Linked DNA regions of Mus musculus: all the other regions are linked to region 1. The links are chromatin contacts, called in public HiChIP or PLAC-seq maps. All regions are on one chromosome and are shown on one strand. The core of a region is the stretch at or near the end of the contact, and the rest is flanking DNA. Distances in the headings are between cores, read along the strand shown. Region 1 overlaps Foxo1 (forkhead box O1). Region 2 overlaps Gm20750 (predicted gene, 20750). Region 3 has its middle 42 kb from the start of Gm30292.

Region 1 (4,482 bases), core at 1,226-3,725:
TCATAATTGCCAAACCAAAACATCTAAAAGAATCAAGACCAGATAGATTTATTTATTTATTTATTTATTTATAAAACTGGAACACATCTTCACAACTTTGTGTTCAAGGGGACTTATTTTAAGCCAACAGGTGACCATAAGCTGAAACCACACCTCTGAAATGGCAAAGAACCCAAGACTGGATAGTACTGGGCCTAAGGGGAACATCCACTATTATCCTGCTCCTAAGCTTATATTGCTATGCCCTAACTAACCTAGAGACCACAGCATGTAGACACTGAGAGGCCCGCCAGCATGCTTGGAGACAGCGTCCCAGTGTAGCCCTGGCTGGCCTGCAGCTTGCTAGGTAGAACAACATGGAACTTGAACTCAAGAGATCTGCTTGCCTCTACCTCCTGAGTGCTGCTGGCATTCAGGGTGTGTATCCCCACACCTAGCTGGAGCATCCAGCCCTGAATGGGATGTCATCATCAAACCCCTCCCCCTCCAGGCCCAGGGAGCTTCAGGGAAGGGGAGGTAGGGGGTCAGGGATGACTCCAAGGAAGCTCTGTCTTCCAGATATAACAGGACTGATGTACATATGAACTCAGACTGCGGCAGCATGCACGAGTTCAAGCCAGACGAGGGTCCAGTACTAAGAGTGGGAAGGGGACATGGGTGGTTCTACCCACCCAACTCCAACCAGGAAGTGATTTTCGATTTTTATCTGCTGGCAAAGGGAAAAAAAATCTGCTTTTTCCAATGAGGTGTTCAGGAGTAGTTGGCTAACGCAAAAATAAATAAATAAATAACCCCACAACCATGTGTTTTAGAGGGCTTTTTATCTTGTTTTGGCTTTTTAAAAATCTTGTTGGTTTGCTACTCCAACATTTTGGAGTTGTTTGTCTTGCTTGTTTGTTTTGAGAGTGAGGAGGCAGTAGGGGAGGCAAAGCATGATCAAACTGTATTAGACTGAAAAAAATTTTTTTGTTTTTGTTTTTTGGTTTGTTTGTTTTTTGAGAGAGGGTTCTCTGTGACTGAAAAAATTTTAAATAAAAAACCAAAAAGGATGAAACCATTTAAAGAGACTAGAGCACAATAAAAATTCTCCTCTATTCCCTCATCTATTAACCCCTAAGCCTAGGTTTACTCAGGCCAAGCCTTAAATAAATCTTCAATGAAGTCAAGTGGGCACATATGCGACTTTTCTTGGTAAAAACAAGGTCTGGGGCTGGAGAGATGGCTAAGTATTTAAGAGCACTGACTGCTCTTCCAGAGGTTTTGAGTTCAATTCCCAGCTACCACATGGTGGCTCATAACCATCTGTAGCAAGATCGGATGCCCTCTTCAGGTGTGTCTGAAGATAGTAACAGTGTATTCATACATATAAATAAATAAATTCATTAAAAAAAAAGGTTTGTCACTACATCAGTAACAAACAGAGCAAACACAAATGGTCTCAAAGCACCACTGATATCTACTATCCCTAAGACAGGTGGTAACTGACGAGTGTATAACGACACATCATGGACTATCTATTCAGCTATAAAAAGGACAACGTCTTACCATTTAAACGTGAGCAGACCTGAAGCACATTATATAAGACAGCTATACAGTCTCACCAGTACATGCAATATAGAATGTTGGTTTCAACAGACGCTGACTGAGCATTGCTACTGGAGGTCAGGACGGGGCTTAGTCAAAGGGTTTTAATTACAGCTGGAGGGGAGAAATACTCTGGGTGACAGGCTGACAAAGCATGAGGATAACATGCTAAGTATTTCAATAAAAGCTTCTTAAAGATCTTGAATGTTTTTTGAAAAGAATATTTAAGAGGCTAGATACTCTTTCCCTGATTTGAACATCACAATTCGAGGATGTGGAAACATTTATTTACCAGGTGCCTCTTAACGTGTACAACTTTTATGTCAATTTAAAAAAATGACAGCAATAATATGCATTAAAAGAAATGTCAAACACTTCTATCTACTCTCATAAACAACTCAATACAACGCTTGCCAATTCCAAAGAAGAGGCTGGCACAAAATGTGCATTTCTATCCCAAGTAAGACCTTCTTTTCCAATTAGGACATGGGAAACTAAAAAAAAGTACAATCTGTATTATTTTAAAAACCAATTTAGTTAATTTTTTATTTACTTAGAATTCAAAGTTTGCTAAAAATAGACAGTACACAGTAGTAAGTGTCACTAAAACCAGAAGTACTGCAAAGAAAAGATCTATTTCAGAGTTAAACTCAAAGGTCTGTGTTGTAAAATATTTGGTCTTTGTTATTCTCTCAACACTCAATTTGGAAAGAGAAACATGCTCCAGTTTGGGTAATTAACCAGTAACATAAGTCAAATAATGAATTCTGCTACCTCCTAAATACATCTGAACAGATTACCAAGTCTTTCAAAGCAATTTCAAAGCGGCACTGCAGCCTTGCAGGAGCTGAGACACAGGAAATGCATGTTGACACGTGCAGCTCGGGCAGCTTCCAGGCGGCTGCATAGAGGAGCTCACAGAGGAGCTGCAGCCAGTCCTTGGAGCAGGACTAGACAGCGCCCAAACCAAAATGTTTAAGGCTGCTCAGAAACAAAGATGTGAGGAAGGAAATAGCAGAGAGGAGTTACAAAAGCCTTGCTCTTTTGTCAAGTATGCAATTATAGAAAAAAAAAAAAAGTCTTCCTGGAAGTCTACATATAAGAATGCCAGCCCTTTCCCTCTCTGCCGTTTAAGAGTCCTACTCTACTCCTCCAATAACACCTCTGAAACAAGTCTGAAACACTCCTTAGATGCCGCCACCTCTGGGTTAGCAGGATGGCTCAGCAGGGAAGGGCACTTACTGTGGGGCCTGACCACACCATCAACCCCCAGAGCCTGCCCACACAGTGGAAGGGGCAGTGACTTCTCAGAGTCCCACAACTGTGCTTGAACCTGTGCATACAATAAGTACCAGATGTAATAAAATGTTTTCTAAAATGCCATTGCTGTCCAAGAGTGACTGCCAACAGTGACGGGCAATCCCACTCAGATGACCAATCAGACCTCTTCTTACATAACAATGAACTAGACTGAGCAGTATCTTGTACCTAAGCCACACGAGCAAACAGACTAAGGGAGGGACCTACACTGTGGCCTAACCACACTATTACCTGCTGCTGAGATTAATAGCTACTTCTTACATGAAGACTCCAGGAGGCCACTGTCCCCAAAACACTCCCCTCACCCCCCAAAAATGATCACTTCTCAAACACACCTCCTCCCAGGTTTAAGTCAAGGGTGTGAGAGCTTGTTACCTGTCAAGTGAATGCAGGAGAGAGACTGCCTCAAGTTTCCTTTTCATTTGCCAACCTTGGAAAGAGGCACCAGGTGTAAGACAGGAAGCAAAGAACCAGGAGGCATCCTCCAGCCAGTGACCTTTTGGCTACTCAGTGATTCAACTGAGAACACAAGACTCTTTAAATGCTACGATCATAGAATTAAGAAATTAGAGAAGGCCCTTTCTAAGTAACCCAACCAAGAGAGGAAAGAGGGTGGCAAACGTGCTTTGTGTTCTGCAGAGCAGACTCCAGCTGCCCAATAAGTGATAGTTCCAGAGAGAGAATCCTGAAATGCTGAAGATGAAACAATGCTAACACCAAGCCAGAGCGCCAAGGCACTAACTCAATCTGTTTGCTCTGTGGAAGCCCAGTAGGCATGGGGGTGGGGTGGGAGATGGGGTGGGGGCACACACTAAGAGCTACTCCACTTTAAACAATATACCACAAGTAATGCCTTCTCTGCAGCTTTTCTCTAAATCAATAAACAAGTCAACTGATATGCTAGGGTAGCAGGATACATCTTACATTTTGATGGTTCACTCACAGCCAGACTTATAACTACTAAACTGCTAAGATCACATTATCTTTCAAGCTAAATTCACCTTTCCACACTGGCTTTTTAGCAGTCTCTTGCATTCTATCACTGTCTATCTTTCTGCAGTCCATGCCTCTGCTTTCTGGTCTTTAATCTATGTATAGGAATAGCACGATGCTCAGGCTCTAAAAACCTTTAGACAGGACTGACAGTGCCACTCTGCAGGTCCACTGAGGAGAAAGAACAGTTGCTAACTTGCTCTGACCTACAGAGATGTGGACAGTGGTCTGGTTGGAGATTCCACTTGAATACATGGTACTATGACCTCCTCCCAGAAGCTAAGAAAGCAAACTCAGCTCAGACCAACTGAAGAGGGGACTCAGTGGAGAGTCAACCTAGGCTGAGGCTAGGACAGGACCCAGTTGGTAAACATAGCTGGAACTGAAGAAATAAATATTTAGTAGGTCCATAAACTGACAACACTTAGGAACAGAAAAGCCAGTTGTTTTGAAATTTCACTGTTTTGGTGTTCTGGGTGCCTATTTTCTTGTAGTAGGTGTCAGTGTGTATTTGTATGTATGTGTGTGTGTGTGTGTGTATATACACATATACATGTATATATATGGTTGAATAACTTGATGCGA
Region 2 (4,482 bases), core at 1,036-3,535, 600 kb before region 1:
GTTGCTGTCTTCAGACACACCAGAAGAGGGTATCGGATCCCATTACAGATGGTTGTGAGCCACCATGTGGTTGCTAGTAATTGAACTCAGGACCTCTGGTAGAGCAGTCAGTGCTCTTAACTGCTGAGCCAGCTCTCTAGCACTAGTGGTCAGTGGTTACAACTCACTTTTAATCATGTTGGAGGTATGAAGGCAGCTCCAGTCTGTGTGTGACCTCAGGGCAGATAGAGAGGCAGTAAAGCCTTGGCTTCATCTATCCCATGCTATGGGGATAAGAATCCAAATCCCAAAAACATATGAGTGGGTAAATGTTTAAAGTTTGCTTACAAAACAATATGCACTCAGCTGTGGAACAGACCCCTGTAGATGAGTGCGATTACAATCGTAATAGAAAGTAGTTTCTCTCTCTCTCTCTCTCTCTCTCTCTCTCTCTCTCTCTCTCTCTCCCTCCCTCCCTCCCCCCACCCTCCCCCTCTCTCCCTTCCTTCCTTCCTTCCTTCCTTCCTTCCTTGCTTTCTTTCAGATTTATTTATCTATTATACACTGTAGCTGTCTTCAGATGATCAAAGTCTCCGTCTCTGGAAAGGGTAAAAGGTTCCACTTCGGTCCCTCCGGTCCACTCTTCCTTCCCCTTCTCCTCCCTCCTGCTTCTTCACTCCCCTAGTCACTCTTTTTTACTTTTCTTTTTTCAGACTTCCTTCCCCCAAGTCCCCCAATTCAGCTTTCTTCCCATTTTTCCTGCTTTCTACCACTTTCTTTTCATTTTCCTTCTGACATATATTAAAATTTCCAAAATATCCCAGTGATAGTGTTGACCACAGAAGACAGATCCATTATATCTGTAAATCCCATTCTTACAATAGTTACAACTTTTATTATTTATTTTTATTTTATATGTATGTTTGTCTATATGTCTGTGTGCAGTACCCAGAAAGACCAGAAGAGGGAGCCGGTGCCCTGGGACTAGACAGCTCAGATGCTTCGGAGCTGCTATGTGGATGCTGGAAACCTATCCCGGATCAGCAAATGGCTGAGCATCTGTCCAAGTCCTGTTGTTTTAACAATTTGTAAAGACTACTAGGCAAATTTGTATTTATTGTGACTTCATAAAAGGACTCCATGGCCAAGGAATGACTCAAGAAGAAACAGTATAACTGAAAATCAGGTAGTAGCTAAAGTCCCAAGGCACAGACACTAAGTGTGGACATGCTGAATAATACCCAGACTCCCACACCAGGCCGCGGTTACTAAAGCACACAGAGGAGGTACAAACTCTGTTTTCAATTTTCTTCTGGAAAGTTACCGTGTTTTGGTTTTTCTCAAACTGGGTATACAAATAGGCTCTCCAGCTTTGAGACTTTTTTTTCCCTCCCATTAAAAGTCATCTTCCCATCATGGAAACTTAGAAACGTTGTTTTGCTACAAAATTTTAAACCTGAAATACTTCAAGTCTCAGGAAACTGCCTAATAGGCACCCAGAGAGTCCTGTCAATCAAACCCAGCAGATTTGTTGTATTGTCTCTGGTCTCTAATCCTGTTAAAAGAGTTGAATGGTTTATATAAATAGTTAGGGCCCTGCTGTAGACTCCCTTGCTGTTTTTCCTCCTTACTGCAGAATTCAAGGCCTTGTTGAATTCATTTTGTGGCTTCATGGTTGTTTTCTGTGGTTGCAATTATTGTACCCTTCTTTCACTAGAAACAAATGGATAAGATGTCCGACTACTGGCCTGTTTCAGATGCAAATGTGAAGAGTATCCCAGGTTACAGAGCGAATGCTCAGAAAAGAGATTCACGACAAAGGTAATTAATCAACCACGGTTACACTCCAAAAAGATTTCCTACATACAAAGTTTCTAGTTCTTTAATATGTGGTGGAAGATGGGGGGATGGGTTTCACCGGTCTGATTCTTCTAATTCTGACACAATTTCTCTCTCTCTCTCTCTCTCTCTCTCTCTCTCTCTCTCTCTCTCTCTCTCTCTCTGCAATATTATTCATGGGCAGCAGTGGTGTGTGTGTGTGTGTAGGGGGTGGTGCTGTATGCACCAGGGTGCTTTTGGAGACTACAACTTTCAGGAACCTGTAGGTCCTGAGGGTTGATCCTGAATTGTCAGGCTTGGATGCAGGTGGCTTTACCAGCTGAGTCATCTTGCTGGCCCCATGATGTTTTTGTTAAATCACAGAATCAATGGGAACTGGGAATGAGAGCTCTGGCTCCCCAGATGTGGCTACTTGTAGAACCCAGCAGCCCCAGGTCTCTTGTAAGCATTGGAAGCTGTGAAAGAAAGACTTTCTTTATTCTGAGAGGGAACAGAAACTAATGCTAAAGAACAGAAGACAAAATGGGGAACTTCGCTGTTGAAGACGGAAATAATATCTACTTATTACTTCAATAAGATTATATACTGCATATATCACCCAAACAGAAAGAGAAACTAAAAGCTATAAATACATATTGATGCAGTTTTAGACTCTTGAGTATTAGTGGTCTTTCAGTTTTTAACAAATGTCCTAGTGGCCATGGGCTTTAGAACGGTGAATTAAAATAAGATAAAAGTGTGATCTCAAAATTGAGATGACATCACCCATGAATAAATTTCCTAGTTATTTCACCTTTGCTGCCTTGTTTCCTAGCGTGGGTAGCCTTTAAGATGCTACTCTAGGATGCGTCAGCATGCATCTGGCAGGTGGTTGCAAGCATGACCCACCTGGGAAGAGGGAACCTCAACACGGAATTGCCCCCATCAGATTGGCCTATGGACTGTCTGAGCGGGTGTGGTTTGTGATTTCTCATTAATGTAGGAGGGTCTAGACCACTGTGGGTTGTCCCGTGCAGTATAAAACACACGGGACGCAAGCCACCATGCAGAGCTCCTCCATGCTGCCTCGCTTCCTCTCCCGGGTTCCTTTCTTGAGTTCCCTCCCTGGTTTCCCTTGACGATGGGATAACTATGGGCCAAATAAACCCCTTGATCCCCCAAGTTGTTTTTGGTGAGTTTCATCCCAGCAATGGTAAAACTAACTAGGACAACACGTACACTGTGAGTGCATAGTTACTTTTTTTTTTTAAGATTTTTTAAATTTTTATTTATTTTATGTATATGAGTACACCATTGCTCTCTTCAAACACACAAGAAGAGGACATCAGACCCCATTGCAGATGTTTGTGAGCCACCATGTGGTTGCTGGGAATTGAACTCAGGACCTCTAGAAGAGCAGTCAGTGCTCTCAAGTGCTGAGCCATCTCTCCAGCCCCAGAGTTACTTTCTTTCTTTATTATTTATTGATTTTGCTAGGACTCTGCCAGGAAGAGTTTGTTTGAAACATAGTAACTCAAGATCTGATTGAAGAATTTTATTCTCCCTAATAGGATACCAAGTTATACTGGTAACGATTTGCCTCTTAAGAATTATAGTCTGTGACTCATTTTTTTAAATCTAGAACGGGGCCGAAAGTCAGATTATGTGCATCTAGCATAGATCTGCTTCTGAGCTTCATAGCTGAAATAAGGTAGACCAGGTTAAAGTTGAGAATTGTTTTAAAGACACACGCACAGGCAATGTTCTCAGAAACTCCCACTCAGACTTGCCCTTTAACAGGTTGTTATACATGACAACAAGGAGCACTACCGGGCTTTGTATGTATTGGTTGCCCAAAGGACAGAGGTATAAAGTGAGCTGTTACCGTAACAACAGTTAATAGGTCAGAGTCTCACGCGTACACTTGGCTTTGCCTCTGTTGATTTATTACACCAATCCCATTTCTTGGATATTGCCATTCACATTCTACTGACGAGAAAGTTGAGGATTGGAGAGATTAAGCAATTTTCCCAGGAGCAACCAGCTAGTGAAAAGTCTGAACTCGAATCGACTCCCGTTTCCTGAGTTCAGAGCTTGTACATCAAACCATCACATGTTTTGGGGCTATTGGCTATGGAAGCACTCTCTTGAGTGCTTCATTTCTGTGAGACAAAATATGCTGACAAAGTAATTTAGTGTGTGGGGGGGGAGCGTTTGTTTTAGCTAACAATTCCAGGAATACTTAATGTTCAGAAATGCAAATACCTTTTATTGAGGTTGTTACAATGAGAGGCATTTTTATTTGAACACTTACTCAAGTTGAAACATCACAAACGCAGCGTTAGATCATTGAGGGAAAGGGACCCCCAAGTCAGTTACAAGATGGGACTGTAATACAAGCGTTTTAAAATTAAAACATTAGTATTTGAGGATTTGTGATTAAGAGTCTGTTTAGAGCATCCCCCCAAACAATGGACAGGTAGGCATTAAAAGCTTCACTTTAGGCAATGGGTTTTTATCTTCTCTTCTTCATTGCTCCACTGTTAGACCAATGTTTACATTGTAGATAGATTTGCTTAGGAATTTAATCAGTTGATACACCTAAAACACTTGATCAGGACTCTCCATAGACTTAGCGTCCAGTGCTATCTCTTAATATTACTACTGTAAGCAACGATGACAGAA
Region 3 (4,482 bases), core at 868-3,367, 520 kb before region 1:
ATGGTAGAATTCTGTGGGTCTGTTGACAATACTTCAAGTGGTGGATTTTAAAAAAATACATCTGTGTTTCAGATATAAAGTCTCTTGAGGGAGAAGGGAGTATTTCTGATAAGTGCACAAGTATCATCAATAGAATTGACTTAGGGCAGAGGCCAGCCCCCAACGAGGATGCACAAGCAATTCTACTCAAACGGCATCCACGTTTGCCTGAACTCTGTATCGTTCTTTCCATCCCTCACTGAATGGCTTTCAGACTAAATTCCAGACTCACTGGGAAGATGTCACACCACCAGAGTTACATTCAAACCTTTTATCTTGTCACAATTCTCTAAACATTTCGTACAACTATTCACCATGCTTGCAATGGGTTGGATATTGTACTGTTCTAGATTAATCTGAAGTGTTCAGGGGGGTGGACCTAGGCTATGCACAAACATTAAGCTATTTTATATAAGAGTCTTCTTGCAGTGGGACTGTAGTGGTGCACTCCAGCGTTGAGGAGGCAGGTGGATCTCTAAGTTCAAGGCCAGCTTGGCCTCCAGAGTGAATTCAGGGCTATACAAAGAAACATTGTCTCAAAACCTCCCTTAAGAAATCTTCTTGTACAGAGTTTGGTACTGCCAGGGTTCCACTAAGATATGCTTATCCCATTCGAACATTACCGCAGATACCTAAATTGCTTAAGATAAAGTTTAAGTGCACAGCACATTCTGCCTCAAGATGCCACCATTTTCAGTGGCATAGATAGTTATATTCCAAAGCCATTGGTGCTGCACAAAGGCCTCTGAGAAGGACAGGGAGGTAGCAGGAAAGGGACAAAAAGACCAGACCCAAAAGGTCTGGGCAGGAAACTGTGGAGACCTGAGGGCTCATTAGGGAAGCTTTGAGCTTCTTCCAAGGTGAGGAGAAGCCTCCCAGAGCTGTGGTTAGCTGCCGACTGTTTCACAGGAGGGCTCTTTTGAAGCTTTCCAACAAACTGCTGGGAGCTGGCTTCCTCCTGCTTACACACTTTACTCTCTTCTTTATCGCCATACTTTGTATCGAATATCGCCACATTCCCAGGTGCATGGCACTTCCACCCAAGTCCCCATACCTCTCTTCTTCAAATGATTTAGTTACTGAAATCTGTGGTCCCATCTCCTTGGACTCATTAGGTAGCTTGATAATATTTTTACATGCAGGCCGGGAAGAAAAATAAAAACTTCTCAATTTTCAAATAATTTTTATTTATTATCAGACACAAAATAGTGTACTTTAGAATCCTAGGGTCTTTGGGGATTGGTAGCCAGAGTCTTGATTTTGTTATAAAGGATATTATGTATCAGTATTGGGTAATAGTGCAGCTTTCTTGACCAGTGAAGAGGAAAGAGGACAATTCCTTATTGCAGGAGGCTGTCTGAAGTACCAGAATGCTATACCAGAATTTTAAAAGGCACAGGGTAGGCATTTTAAGCACAGGGAAGCCCCTACCTCTCAAAATATAAAATAATGTTTTTAACCATAGTGGTAATTCCATATGATGGACTTTGTTAAACGTAAAACCACTAATATATATGAAAACACAATTTATCAAATTTTACCGACTAGTAAATTACAGGTTGTATTGACTCACTATTTGAAGCACTAATGGAATAAGGGAAGCTAAAAGCTGTCTTTTCATTGGCTGGGTGGCTGGTCTTCAACAGCTGGGCGACCAGTGTGGTAAACAGGAAGCCATCTCCATGGTAATGGGCAATTCAACTTAACTTTTTAACACGCTAAGAGGTAATTACTTTTTTTTTTTTTAATTTCCATTTTTAAAACGTTTGGAGTTCATGACAACAGTGAGGACCCGAGGGTCAGGCATTTCCTGGTCGTTAGTGAAGCTGACTTTAGCTGACTTTAGGTCACTAAGAATTAAACGTTGTGACCCCCCTCCCCTTTTTTTTAATGAAAAGTGAACTGTGATTTTTTTTTTTTCTCTTTCTCTCCTCTTCCTGAAGTCTGCAACACAAATAAATGACAGAATTTTATGCTCACACACATGGTGTTTTGATTTCCTGCAGATGATAAGATCAGGGTGGAGGACCGATAACCACAGGGTGTAGGAGGGTGGGGCTCAGGCAGGCCCACATTAAAGCCACAGGTGGGTCCCTGACAGATGAGAAGATGAACCAGGGCTGAAGAGGCCAGCCAAGACGGTGAGTTCTGCTGAGACAACCTGGAAGGAGAAGATGGGCGGTCTCAGGGCAGAGGAGAATTCTGTTGGAGGCCGAGCTCTGCCAGGGACTTCTAGAATACACTACAGAGCCTGTATCCTAGGCAGCTGCCTGGGTGTGGTCCCCCTCTAACACCCACATTTTCTCTTCCCTACCTTAATAATCTATGCACTTCAAAATTCCAGGCAAGTCTGCATTCATAGGCTGTCTTGAGAACAAGAAATAAGAACAAATGAAGTCAGTGTCCACAGTAGCAAACCACAGTCCAGCTCTCTGCAGGCAGCGCTTGCTCTTCAACAGCCTGTCGCTGTCAAAGGTAGCTAGAGTCTGCCTAGCGTTGAGTCTCCGCAACACTGTAGCAACCCTCTTCGCCTTTCCCACGCTACAGCCTGCTCCCATTAGCCATCAGTGAGTGTACAGCCAAGCAGAGAAGACAGATGAGACTCTCCAGCAGCCTAGGGCAAAGTCTTGGGAAGTCCCCAGGTCCAAGAGTTGGATGGACCCAGAGAAGCTTCAGGGTGCAACAAGTGCATTTCTACTGACTATAGTCTTTCCTGGTCCAGAACCCATGTCCAAAAGGTTCTGGCAACACAGGAAGGAGAAGAAAGATTCTGATAAAAATGAGTTGCCCACAGGGTATACACAGAAGTCTCGGGGGTCGTTGATGCTTTTCCGGGAGCCATCTGATGACTACAGCTTCAGACAAGAGTGCTGTCCATTCTTATAGTCAGTATTTAAATATTCAGTACTTTAAACAGAAATACTTCTATTGATTTTATTTTGAGCTATTTTATGATTTTATTTTTGAGACAATGTATCACTCACTCTGTAGCCCAGGCTGCCCTTAAGCTTTCAGTCTTTCTGTCCCAGCTGCCAGAACACTGGGATTACAGGTTTTCCTTAAACCCAATTAGCGCGCAGAAGTCCTGGATGCTGGAGGGAGGATGGATGCCATGACAGAATGTCTCAGGAGCTAGGCTAGCCTGCAGGGATGTAGACTGCTTCCACAGGCTCAAAATGATTCTACCTCCGTTTCTGCAAGAGTTTTGTGACCACGGACCCCGTTGATCATGTGCACACAGATGCCTTAAAGCTGTTCAGACCAGGATCTTATTCAAATCTGATATTAGAAGCTGTTCTTTCTTAGCCCCACCCCCATCATCAATCAGTTCATCTGTACATAGCTGGGTCTACGTTCCTGTCAGGACCAGTCCCATGACTGTGTGCTCCTGGCTGGGATAAGACTTCTCCTGCCTCACAGTGAATCCGTTTAATGCAGGACATAGTCCATGCTGCCTTGCTTTCAGATACTATTTTCATATCATACATAGGGTGTGCTCTGTATGTGTAAAGCGTACACAGGGCCAGGATTTCTGCTTGCCTCTTGTTCCTTGAGCAGTTTAAAGTTTGTTCACTTTCTCCTGACTCTCATTCCTCTCAGGAAATCCATTTCCAGGGGCAGGCTCTAAGAGCATCACTCTCATTGCTTTTACTTACTCTATTAGGCCATGCTTCCTACATCAAAACTCTTGCAAAGTCACCACTGTCACTCCAGAAAGTCCCCTTTCAGTATAGAAAGGGGAATCTGTCCTCTTTTCTCAAGGAATTTCAGTAGCTGGCCTTGACTTGTGAAACACCACTTTGACAGGGCTGGTGACCCCTGCTCTGGGAGTGTGCAGGGGAATTTATGGACTGCTTGGAGAACAAATATTACTGTGGGGTTGAACCAGGAAGACTTCCCCAAGCCCGACCCAGTTAGAATGCTAGAGGCTGAGCCACCCAAGAGAGGGAAAGGAGACACTGGAGGAACAGCCAGCCAGTGCAGGGATGGATAGAGAATAAAATCAGTGACCACTGCACGGCCTACTGCATCTGTCTCCAACAGGCCAGGGTGAAGCAAAGAAGACAGGACAGACAGACATCAAGTGCTCACCCCTGACTTTATCAAATGTGCTCTTTAGAAAGAAGACTATCAGCTCACGTCCGCCTCGTGTGTCTGTTCACGGGCTTGGCTGACTTAGCCGTTGATGTGCTCAGCATAAGTAATAACCGACCTCCCATATAAAACTGAACGAGATGCCGCTGTTGTATGCAGCCGATGTGGACAGCATAGTGAACGCGGAGCCTTCGGGAAAGCTACGAGTAAACTGATAAGCTTGAGAACCACTTGCTGGCAGAGAACATCTTTTCCATGTCTGTTTTGCACAATGCCATGAGCATGGAGTCTGAAAACATTGAGAGGCGCACAGCTTGAATTAGGATGATTTTTTTTTTTTTTTTTAAC

The links. HiChIP or PLAC-seq counts read pairs in DNA pulled down with a chosen protein or histone mark.
Region 2: an H3K27ac HiChIP or PLAC-seq map of large pre-B cells shows a contact between it and region 1, with 4 times the contacts expected there. The contact joins two enhancer-like sites. A contact is called at or near these places in 2 of 115 datasets of contacts at active chromatin or transcription factors (large pre-B cells and memory CD8 T cells).
Region 3: a contact with region 1 is called in an H3K27ac HiChIP or PLAC-seq map of large pre-B cells, with 7 times the contacts expected there. The contact joins two enhancer-like sites. A contact is called at or near these places in 1 of 15 datasets of contacts at CTCF or cohesin (large pre-B cells), 4 of 484 Hi-C or Micro-C datasets (bone marrow-derived macrophages, embryonic fibroblasts, pancreatic cancer cells and 1 more) and 2 of 115 datasets of contacts at active chromatin or transcription factors (extraembryonic endoderm stem cells and large pre-B cells).

What each region holds. Positions count from the first base shown.
Region 1 is chr3:52,321,169-52,325,650 of GRCm38.p6, reverse strand. The region is part of intron 1 of Foxo1 (forkhead box O1); the gene reads right to left. Among named protein-coding and RNA genes, the nearest start is that of Foxo1, 55 kb to the right of the region's middle. Within about 2 kb of position 2,475, at least 46 of the 459 cell types and tissues checked have an H3K27ac peak or open chromatin away from gene starts, as enhancers often do.
Region 2 is chr3:52,921,909-52,926,390 of GRCm38.p6, reverse strand. It overlaps Gm20750 (predicted gene, 20750), which reads left to right. Exons shown (of 5, transcript NR_040555.1): 2 at 1,697-1,800. Among named protein-coding and RNA genes, the nearest start is that of Gm20750, 3.5 kb to the left of the region's middle. Within about 2 kb of position 2,285, at least 29 of the 459 cell types and tissues checked have an H3K27ac peak or open chromatin away from gene starts, as enhancers often do.
Region 3 is chr3:52,838,001-52,842,482 of GRCm38.p6, reverse strand. No RefSeq gene overlaps it. Among named protein-coding and RNA genes, the nearest start is that of Gm30292, 42 kb to the right of the region's middle. Within about 2 kb of position 2,117, at least 56 of the 459 cell types and tissues checked have an H3K27ac peak or open chromatin away from gene starts, as enhancers often do.